Regions from separate parts of the Ovis aries genome. Here region 1 is linked to region 2. A link is a contact called in public Hi-C data. All regions are on one chromosome and are shown on one strand. The core of a region is the stretch at or near the end of the contact, and the rest is flanking DNA. Distances in the headings are between cores, read along the strand shown.

Region 1 (5,510 bases), core at 893-3,392, 250 kb after region 2:
AAAATAGTAGCCCAGCCAGTTTTCCTGGTATGAAATGTCCCACCCACTTGTAAACCTCACAAGTATCCTATTCTAATAAATCATTTACTGTCTATCACTTGTGTGCACAGTTGCGTCACACTCTGCGACTCCCTGGACTAGTCTGCCAGGCTCCTCTGTCCACGGGATTCTCCAGGCAAGAATACTGGAGTGGGGTGCTATTTCTTACTTCAGGGGATCTTCCTGACCCAGGGATCGAACTGGAGTCCCTTGTGTCTTCTTTCTGCATTGGCAGGTGGATTCTTTACTACTGGGCCACCTGTGAAGTCCCACATCTATCACTTTCAGTTGTGTCCAACTCTGCGACCCTGTGGACCGCAGCCCACCAGGCTTCACTGTCCATCACCAACTTCCGGAGCTTGCTCAAACTCCTGTCCATCCATTTGGATGGTGATGCCATCCAACCATCTCATCCTCTGTCGTCCCCTTCTCCTGCCTTCAGTCTTTCTCAGCATCAGGGTCTTTTCCAATAAGTCAGTTCTTTGATTCAGGTGGCCAAAGTATTGGAGTTTCAGCTTCAGCATCAGTCCTTCCAGTGAATATTCAGGACTGATTTCCTTTAGAATTGTCTAGTTTGATCTCCTTGTAGTCCAAGGGACTCTCAAGAGTCTTCTCCAACACTTTGCCTCTTGCTAAATTCTTTTCTGCCCTGAGACATAAAGGACTATGGTACTGCAGCTCTTCAGAACCCCTGAAATGACACCTAACAGCTTCATCTAAATGCAGGGATGCCACCAGCACTACTTAGCATTAAGATTCCGTCTTAATACAAAGTGATCCTGAATCTGGGCCGCAGAATTCCAAGGCCTTCCAGGGGACAGATCCCACCCCACATCCCCTGCCTCCTGTTTGCAGAAAAGCTTTAGCCTTCTAGGCCTTCTCCACGTTCCAAAGAGCAAATTCAGAGAAGTGAGAACACTTAGAAACAAAACAAGTAAGATAAAATAACAGTTTAAGCAAGTCAGGGACGCTTAGTTCCTACTCAAAGGCTATAGATAAATATTCTGAGCCATATCCTCCAGTTGTTTTACAGATAGTAACCCCACCACCAGTCGGAAGACACTGACTAAATGCTCTTGAAAGCACATAGACCCCAGACTGTTTGGAATAGTAAGGTTGATGCTGACTCCTGAAATAACACCTGGTTAACTCACCACTAATCCGCAATCAAGCTGTCAAAATGTCTACAAGCTAATCAGGTGCCTGTGGCCAGTTTCTCACCTTGCTTTTAAAAGCGCCTCACTGAGAGCCATCAGGGAATTCTGGTCTTTAGAGCCTGCTCTCCTTGCTTAGCACCTTGCGATAAAGTTTATTTTCCTTTATCATAATCAGATGGCAGTTGGCTTTGCTGTGGGTCGGGTACAGCAGAGCCGATAATGGTGGTGTTGAGAGGGGGGTTTTCACCTCTGTTTCAATGTATTTATCACATAACTTCCTGTGAACATGTTTTCAAGCAGTAAGACCCAACGATTTGATCGGGTTGTCTCTGCCTGAGGTGCAATTTCCCCACCGACCTCCAGCTAAAAATTTCTGTACCTAGGAATGCCTTCCGCCCGCAGGGAAAATGGGGGTAGAGGTTGGGGTATGAGGGGCGCGGGCGCAAGTGGCTCTTAAGTATCCAAGGAAGATTCCATGGAAATGCCAAGGACAGAGGCAGCATCCGCAATACTGCCTCAGTTGATAGGATTGATGGGAACTCAATACTTGTTGATCACCCCATTTCCCCCTGAATTTGGCTTGTGGAAAAACAGAGGAAACAAAAAAGTGGAATGAAGGGATGGCGAAACACTCGCTCGAGTCGGACTCCGCCTTTGGTCCCAAGGTGGGAGAGTGGGGAGGTCGAGGGCGTGGGGGTGCGACACTGGCTAGCGCCTGCGCCCTGGCGCCCACCTGTTTCGGAAGCCCTGGGATCCAGACACTTTCTGACTCCGTAACAACGGCTCGATTAAACGTTTTATTCTTCATGCAACTGAAAGTGTGTTATGATTTAAAACATCCGATCCCCGAGAGACTGTTTCTTAGCCGTCTCCGTCGTCCGCCGGCACCGTCGAAGGCAGCTGCCATTGAGGGTTGCCAAGGCGCGGGGTCCTGGGTTTCCATGACAACACGAAGGCGTCCCGGGAAAGGCGTGGCAACAAGATGTCTGGCGGGAAACACAATTTACGGGTACGGGTTGCAAGTGTCCGTTTCCCATCACTTCTGACGGCAGAAACGAGGTCGAGTTCTGCCCGACCTCGAGTCGGTGAAGCTGCGAGCGCGAGGGCGGCCTATGGGGAAGCCAGGGGCGCCCTTAGGTGGTGCCGGTGGTCGGAGGGGTGGGCCCAGCGTGTTCTTCCCGGCCTGGGCCCAGGTATTTTAGTTGCATCAGATATCTTGGGAGAGCCCAGAAATCTCCCCAAAGAAAACCCAAGGTAGATAAATTGTAAACTCCAAATTTAGCATGAACACTAAACGGGTATCCCTCCCTCCCTTCCCTTCTATGTCTCTCTTTTTTCCCTGCAGGTCTGTGTTGCAACTCTGCCAAATCCCAGTACTGCATGCCGGTGATAGGTTTGTAGATTAGCTTTCCAGAGGGGTATTTCAACTATTTACAGAGAGTGCTAGGCATTGCTTATAATGTCACTCCCGAAAACACCCTCCACGTCAACACCTGAGGGCAAAAACTTGAAAATCTCTGCATCCAAGGAAGAGACAGGTAACGTTCGTCAAGGCATAAGTAATCATGACCATAATCAGAAATCACAACCATTCACTTTTTTCCTTAATCTGAGATTTCAGATACTTTAGTTTTGTTTTACTAATATACTTGTTTAAATAAAATAAAAAGCCTTGTCTTTTATAATATTTTGCAGTCCTACTCCGCGTAAGGATTGTAATTTTTTTTTCAAATGCTGATGAGTTTTATGTTGTTCTAAATTCAACCTATTTTAAGTACCAGTGGTGGTTTGAAACAGTACTTTCTGGGGTTTGGGGGGTTTTTCTTTGTTAAGGAACTAGTTTGTATCAGTTCAGTTCAGTTCAGTTGCTCAGTCCTGTCGGACTATTTGGGAAGCCATGAACCACAGCACACCAGGCCTCCTTGTCCATCACCAACTCCCAGAGTTCATTCAAACTCACGTCCATCGAGTCAGTGATGCCATCCAGCCATCTCATCCTCTGTCGTGCCCTTCTCCTCCTGCCCCCAATCCCTCCCAGCATCAAAGTCTTCTCCAATGAGTCAACTCTTCTCATGAGGTGGCCAAAGTACTGGAGTTTCAGCTTTAGCATCATTCCTTCCAAAGAAATCCCAGGACTGATCTCCTTTAGAAGGGACTGGTTGGATCTCCTTGTAGTCCAAGGGACTCTCAAGAGTCTTCTCAAGACTTTGTATCAGGTTTTAGTAATTACTCTGAATGAAGGTACTTACATAAGATTTTCATTCATATATAGACGTGCAGATCTGTTCTAGGATAAGAATCTGCCAGACTCATTTCTCCCCTTGTTATGTTAAAGGCTCCTCCAGCTCACCTACATCTTGTTTTTAGGAGAGACTCTGCTAAAATCCACTTACCTTTTTTTTTTTTCTTATTCTGATATTCTGACTCCATCCCAAACTCGCAAGAGGTAAAGATTTGGTAATGTGAACTTCAGGTGTTCTGATGGTCAATAAAGCATGATACATCCTTACAAAAATTAAACCATGCTATGTGAGAAGCATAGATTAGTGGAGAGTTCTTTAAGAAGAGTGACAGCCCAGCCCTCCTTGACTAACTACATAGGAGACTTTTCCTATATTAGGTGTTCACCTTCTCTTTATAAATCATCTGCCCTCATTGAACTCTTCAGAACATTCTTTGTACCGAGTGTACCTTACTAATTTGCTCAGATTATTCTACTCCTTTTTTTTGTTTGTTTGTTTTTGAACAAGCTCTGGGAGTTGGTGATGGACAGGGAAGCCTGGCGTGCTGCAGTTCATGGGCTTGCAAAGAGTTGGACACTGCTGGGGAACTGCACTGAACTGATTCTACTCTTTTCATTTCTAACAATCGCAATTCTCTGTTAAATCCAACTCAAATCCCTTCCACTCTATAAATTTTCCAATTGAATTTTCACCTTTGAACTTAGATAGAAAAAATTACTAAGTAATTTGACAGTTTTGAAGAAATTTCTTTTGTGATTTTCACATCAAAGGGTAAATAGACATTCCCATCATCCTTATGCTATCCCAGTTAACTGATCAAGTTAAGTGAGTTGTTTTCAGTTTTGAATTTGGAGTAATGGAGGTTTATCATTGTACATGAGTTTCTGAACTCATATCTGATGTGAGTGTAACAGAGCAGAATGAGCGCAGCCCTTAGCAGCCAGCCATTACTGTGCCTCATTACTCCACACCCTGTTACTAGGCAACAGGTCTTGCTCAGCCGTTGCTTGCTGCCTTAGTGAGCCCTGCTTGCAAGCAACCAACTATTAATGAAGGATTGTCAGTTGTCCTTCTCAGCCATTGGTCAGCACCGCAGTGACCCACTGATAGCTGTCAATGAGGAATCACTGGGGAAGTGATTCAATCAAGGATCAGTGATGTGGTCATCAGGTGGAGAGTGAGGTAAGAGACAGATACAGGTCTTCTCCTGGAGGCCCTCCAGCTTACCCAGGTTTGGGCCAGGGGGTGAGCTGAAGGGCCCGGGGAACAGCCTGTGGGGCTCCAGAGCCCTCACCAAGGCCCTCCACTAGCCTTGGTCCAGGCCTTGAGGCAGCAGTGAGATTCTCCCTTCCCTGTCTCTGTGACCTAAGAGCAGTGGCTGTCTGCCTGGGTTGCAATCTGTGAGACCTGGTCTCCCCCATTTGGGTGGCCTGAGGAAGCAGAGGGCCGGTTGGGTTGGATGCCTGGCTCCCTCAGGGATGACAGCTGGGCAGCGTGTGGGAACCTGGCCCTGAGGGAGCTGCCAATTGAGCTCTGTCTCCTCTTAGCCGGGACCGCGACCTTGGAGGGTGAAAGTTATACCCTGTAACCTTGTTCTTCCTTGTCAGGTCAGAGAATACCATTCATCTGGTAGAGATTTACAGGAACATCACTACCTGCCCATGACTAGACTTAAAGAACAAAGAATCTGACACTGAGAAGTCTGCAACAACTAACCACGCCCATCCCTCCCCTTTTGCTTTTAAAGGGACTTGCTGAAAGCTTTCCGTAACTTTGGGGTTCTTAGGGTATGAGCCACCCATTTCCTCATGTGAATCTGTAATAAACCTTTCTCTGTTCCAAACATTAACGTTTAATATCGATGGGCTTCACTGTGCATAGGACACAGGGATTTGTGATTTCGGTAACATGAGTAGGGCAAACAGTATGAGTTGTTTTTTTTTCTTGACTAGATGATACAGTGTTTTAAATATTGTTGCTATTCTTGACAACCAGAGGCAATGGGTCTCTCTGTCAGCAACATATATATAGGATTGATGAGACAGCCTGGAAATCTCTAACTAACTAACAA
Region 2 (6,067 bases), core at 3,207-5,706:
CACTGAGTACCCAGTAACTACTTTAAAGCAACGTGAAATTAGGATACTTTTGTACTTAGTTTGTACATTTGGAGATGTACACAGAATAGGCTTATTTTTTAAAAGCTTTTGGATTTAAGACATAGCAGACATATCAAAACACTGAGCTAATGTTAACAGGAAGAGGCACTGATTTCAGTTTTAAAGTCATGTACTGTGTGCATCCAGGGAAGTATACATTTGAGCTTGAGAATACCTTGGATGGTGCTCACCTCAAAGCATCAGGGAGCCAGTAAGAAGGTAGTCAGTGCTGCTTTGCTTGATAAATGTTAGTTGAACTAATTCTTTCAAACACATGATATTGTTCTTTGGTATGCCCCAGTGGAATGAGTAAGAACTGTTCTCAAACTCGGGAACTTTATTCATAATGCTGAAGGCAGAAGATTCTGTTGAGGGAAAATGCAGGAGGGAAGGCTGCTTTGAAAACGTCTCATTCTTTTTTCCAAACACTGCTTCATTCTCCTTCCCTATTTTAATATCTTAAAAGGTGTTCAGATGTATAGTGGTTAAAGTTAGAATTGTGCTAAGAGAGTGGTGTGAACTGATGCTTAGAATATAAATTTATGTTCTAAGTCAATACTGGATTAAGCTGAGAAAAGTGTGTTTAGGTAAATCTCGGAGAAAACCAACTATAAGCTCTTAGTTCTAAAATTCATAAACACTATATTCTGATTAAAAAAATAGGTAGATATTGTTTTTTAAAGTTTTGTAACTGTCCTTTTTATGGTTTATCTTTTGGAATTGAGGGTTGTTATAATCAGGTCATTGGAAGGGTTTTTGGTTAGTCTTTAAGTTGGGTATGCCTAGTTAACATCTAAAGATAAACATGGATACATTTCAATCTTCTAAAACTAAGAAAATCAGAACTGAGTAGCATTTCTGCACTCCTTCTCCTTTTTAAATATATTTATTCCAGAGTTTGCGGGAATATGGGTATAGAGGTTTCATCCTAAAATTGTTCTTTAATATGAAGGTGTATTATTAGTTTGGGGTAAATAATTTTCTGTGCAAAACAAATTAATAGACAGGATCTGACTTGCTCAGAGTATTGCTTAATAATATATTAATAAGGCATTTCTCTGTATTTGCTCTCAGGATTAATATGTCAAATGTAATAAGGAAAGGGAGAATTCAGGTACATCCATTGTATACTGTTTGGGGCAAAATGAATCCTCTACATGGCAAAATTTCAGTGTCACCTGAAAGCCACATGTTCTTCCAAAGAAATCCATCTTTTCTTTCTTTCTTTCTTTTTTTTTAAAAAAAGAGGCTTTTGGCCTTCCCCTCCTATCCAGCATGTCCCTTCACCCTCTCTTCTCCACGGCTTCCATATTCTCATTTGACCAGTCCATGACCACACCTCAAATGATGGTAAACAGCAGCTGTCATTTTGTGAGCTTGGGCTTCAGGAAACATGAGTCAAGGTATATGTATGTATATAGTCATATATGTATTCTAACAAGAAAATATTTATTTTCACACAGGGAAACACTGACTTATGTTGCTGAAGAACCTGAAGCTAGTAAAAGGTTCTCAGTCTCTGAGCGTGAACCTAAGTGACATAAAGACCAACCATTCAGGAAACACCTACTGTGCTAGCCAGGGCCGGTGTCCGAGGCAGATAGACCCGCCTCGTAAGACTGCTGTACAGCAGGGGTGGGCCAGTTTTCCTCCCTTCCACTCCTCAAGTCTGGGTTGAAAAGGTGGGGGCTGGATACTATACTGCCACAGGTTTTTAAGGAACTAAAGTGTTACTCAAAAATACAAAATGTTTAGGGGGGGAATCTGGGAATAATTTACCGGGAAGTAATTTATTTGCTTAAGAGAGAGGTGTTAAGAACCGCGATCCTCGGTTCTGATCTGCCAAGGATTTCCTCTCAGAGCTCTTGCACAAATAGAGGTTGTGCTTGGTAAGACATCAAACAAGACAGATATGCACCTAAATTTCTAATGTGTTCTATGGGTTTCAATTCTGAAAAAAAAGACAATGAATAAAGATTTTAATAAGTACCAATGTATCATTTCCTCTTATTATCCCCTCACCCCACCTGCTGGTTCAGGGTATTTCTATTGTTTTCAATTCAGATTTCCATTTTTGTTAGGGGACAGAAGATTACATCTGCATCTGCATAAACTTCCACAGGGGTTGTTTCACAGAATCAACGACAGATAAGACCTTTACACGTCTCATTACACTTCTTCTCTTTACACATCTCAGTCTTCAGAAGTTGCCTGTTAGGTTGTGACAGAACCAAGATTTTCAGTAGGATAACTCTTAGGTGCTTTTTATTTAATACTTAATTAACTCCATTCTTGCAGCTTCTGCAAAGAATTTTGAATCCCGAAGGACTTGTCAGCACATTACCATAGAGGCCTGGAAGTCAAGACCAGGTGCTGATAGTGATTTTTGGGACACCAGATTTCTAAATTTTGCAATGGAAATGCGACATCATAAACCTCAACCAGACAACTGAGTCGAGCTCTCAAGATTTTGACTTGATTTGTAGCATTTTTGTTTGTGCCAGTTTTAGTCACTTGTGCTTGAATACAAAAGGGAGGCTGAAGCCTAGAACATGTTCCTTACTGACTCACCTCATACGATCCTTTTCTAGGTGAGATTTCAGACTTAGTTTTCTTCTCAAGCATTCCAGAAAGACCACTGTGGAAGCCTAAAGGCAGCTGGGAGTAGCGAAGGAGTGATTCTATTAATATGGGCTTATTTTTACCCAGTATATTTCTTATAAAAATGATTTTTAGCAGCTCTCATTTTATAAAATAGAGACAAGCATGGTCATAACCACTGATTTAGCATGGGTGAGTTTTGTAAGATAAACTGCTTTGTAAGTCCCAGGAATTAAGAGAATAAAGTTAACAGTTGTAAAGATTGTTTTCAAGGCAGATACTGCTGTTGATGGCCTGCAGCAGGTGGGGAGGTTGTCTATTGCAAAGCTAGGTTCCATCCAGATGACCTCACTAAAGGTGCTCTGTGCCCTTTTGCTCTTTGAAAGTGTTTGCTAAAATGCATATTCTGATTGAGTAGGTTTGGGCCTGAGCTTGCATTTCTAACAAGCTTCAGGGCAGTACCAAAGCCAATGGTTCTTGGGGCTATTCTAGAGTAGGATTGAGTTTGCTTGCTAAGGAAACACAGCTGCCTGTAGTTTTCACAAGAGCCACTAGATGTCTCCGTCATCCATGAGATCTTGCTCCTAGCTTTACAACCAGGAGTCTCCAAGCCCTGAGAATGAAATAGCAAATTTACTGAAAATAGAGGCTTACCCATGAACTGGTGTTTGGATTCATTGTTTCTACCTGAGACTGACTTTGGTTGAAAAACAAACGTTGAGTCTTTTAGGAGAAAGATGTCTTGAAATCAAATTGTCCAAGAACTTCCAAGAGACCTGCTTTATTTATACTGTGAAATGAAATCTCAAATATCAGTTAACCCTCCATGAAAGTTACCAGTAGAGAATTATTTCCACAGTCTTAAAACTTGAATTTTTTTTTTTTTAAGAAACCAAGGTAAATACTAGTCATTTTATCAGCATGAATTCACCAGTTTCTTCCAGGACAAGATGGCTCTTAGGTCAGTAGCTTCAATAACTCAGGTGATCTTTGAAAAAAATGCAGTAAGCACTTGGGAAATCCAGCAAGCTTGTTACATGCTCACGTTACGGAGAAGAGAGGCCCAGAGGTCTTCTGCCAGCGGTGTCTTGAAGAGCTGTTCAGTCACAAGCATTTCAAAATTGCAAATTTAAGCCCAGAAAGTGCACTCAGTACTCAGCCTAGCTTGTTTTCAACAGGCTGTGATTACATTGACATGAGACCTCGTGGTTTTTCCATGACTCTCGGGGAGTTTCCCAAATCGAAATATCTCCAGTCTGGAGCCCATTAGCTTCCCCAGCTGTGGAAACCTGCTGACTGCTTGCTGCTCTGTTTCATTTCCCTCTAGCGAAGCCAGACCCAGGGCTCACTTCCCCTGGCTAACTCAAGCTCCCGGTGAGACGGTTGCCCGGTTTCATTTAACAGGTTGGCAGGAAGTTGATCTGCAGACACAGGACAGGGCACCAGTGGGAGCCCGTATTTCGTAGCCCTCAGGCGGGCCACCGGAGCCGAACGAAAGTAACTGGGTGATTGACAGTGGCCATTTCAAGGCCTGACTTCAACTCCTTTGCAACCACGATCACCCAGAATAGACTGCTGCCTGGCAGCGAGGCCCCAGTCGGCTGGGCGGCGCCTGCAAGTGGCCTCTGGTTGCAGTCTCAAGAACCACTCGGTTTCGGTTCCGGGCGGATTCCCGGTCTCTTCCCTGGGTCACCTGGGAGACGAGCTCGGCCCGCCTGCAGTTCCCATGGCAACGCCAATCCCCGGCCAATCCGGGCCTCGGAAGTACGGGCGCCCGCCCTCAGGCCGGGACCCTGAAAGGGCCGGGAAGGCCCAGCGGTGGAGGGATCTGCTGCCGGCCTGGTCATGCTCGGGGGCACAGAGCGTCTGCTCTGGCTCCTGCTTCTGTCGCTGCTGCTGCCGCCCCCGAGTGCGTGGGGACACGGCGGCCAGGCAAGGCCGAGGGAGGGGACCGAGGAGGCAGGCTCGGCCGGGGCTTGGCTGGCCTTCAAGGGCCTGCGGGAACGACTGAGGGCGGCCGGCGCGCTCTCCAGACGCTACTGGGCTCTCTACAGCTGCCGCGTGTGGCCTGAGGGCTGTGGGAAGGATGAGGAGGCGTCGGCGCGGCCCCCGGGTAAGACCCTCGGGCTCAGGAGGGCGGGAGCGGGCGGGAGGGATGGGCGAGGCCCGCTGGGATCCGGCCGCGGCGTTCAGAGCCTCGCGCCTGTCCCGGGCCGTCGCGATCAGCAGACGAGCGCCTTAGCCAACGGCTCTGCTCTTCCGCCCAGCCTTTAGGCCGAGCTAAGAGCAGGGCAGCCTCTTCGGAACCAGGAACCCTCATCACTGCCGCTGGCGCTGCGTCCTTAGGCAGACGAGCGGTCCTGGCTGCACTCCTCGCCCGTTCCTGGCTCCTCCAGACACGGCTTACACGTCCCTGCTGTCTCCGAACCTGCCCTGCCATTATTCCAAGGAGCTGCTCTTGCCCACATTCTTGATGACTTTGAGGAAAATCCCCAGTTGGGCACTCCCCTCAAGTACCTTGTCGTCCTCCTCAGCTGCTTACAGAAGCTGAAGCTGGGCTACCAGTCCCCCAGACCTGAGTTCTGATTTAGTCTCTGTCACTGATAAATTGTGAGACAGGGTCGTCAAATTAATGTCCTGGCCCTGGTGGTCTCAGACTCCTTGCAGTCGATGTCGTTAACTCTAGGTTCTGTAGTGATAATCCTGCAGTAGTGCTAGAAACATCTTTCATTTAAATTAAAAGTTCTTTTTTGGGGGATGGAGAGGAGAGCAGGGCCTCCAGACATGAGGGATCTTAGTTCCCCAACCAGGGATCCAACCTATGCTTCCTGCATTGGAAGTACAGAGTCTTAACCACTGGACTACCAGGGAAGTCCCTAAATCAAAAATTCTAAATTCCAGTGAATGGTTTTTGTTTTGTTTTTGCCAGTGCTCAGTATATTCAAATTGACATCTGATAGAAGAATGGAGCCTGGCTGGCTACTGTCCATGGGGTCACAACTTAGCGATTGAACAGCAGCAAAAGAATTGAGACACTTGGGGTTGGCCGTGATCAGATGATTCTGCAATCCAGAGCAAGTAGGAAGCATGGTAATCACGTTACTGTTTGTCTCCCTCGGAGACCGCAAACTCCTTGCAGGCAGGGCCTGGGTAACTTACACTTTGGCACAAAATAAGATTTATTGTTGAGTAAATTTGCTACAACTAGAGCTGCATCTATAGCAAGGCCATCTACTTCCTCATTACTAGAGATGCCCACCTGAGCCCATTCCCAGGTGCAGTGAGAGGAAGGCCCAGGGCAGAGCGGTGGGGAGTGGTTCTGGAGAGAGGACGGAAGAACCACTCTGGTAGTTTGAAGGGAGGCAGTGTTCAGCCCAGCCTGGGCTCCATTCCTGTCTCACAGCTC

Evidence for each region. A called contact is a pair of places that touch in the nucleus more often than the background predicts.
Region 1: a Hi-C map of muscle shows a contact between it and region 2, with 8 times the contacts expected there. The contact joins the promoter of AXDND1 here to the promoter of TOR3A in region 2. A contact is called at or near these places in 12 of 16 Hi-C or Micro-C datasets (blood, hypothalamus, liver and 6 more).

Annotation. Positions count from the first base shown.
Region 1 is chr12:60,084,893-60,090,402 of ARS-UI_Ramb_v3.0, forward strand. It overlaps AXDND1 (axonemal dynein light chain domain containing 1), which reads left to right and starts at 2,143. Exons shown (of 26, transcript XM_004014094.6): 1 at 2,143-2,205; 2 at 2,542-2,734. The coding sequence starts at 2,656.
Region 2 is chr12:59,836,152-59,842,218 of ARS-UI_Ramb_v3.0, forward strand. TOR3A (torsin family 3 member A) reads left to right here and starts at 4,457. Exons shown (of 6, transcript XM_027975911.3): 1 at 4,457-4,774. The coding sequence starts at 4,507. It overlaps FAM20B (FAM20B glycosaminoglycan xylosylkinase), which reads left to right. Exons shown (of 10, transcript XM_060396645.1): 10 at 1-2,049.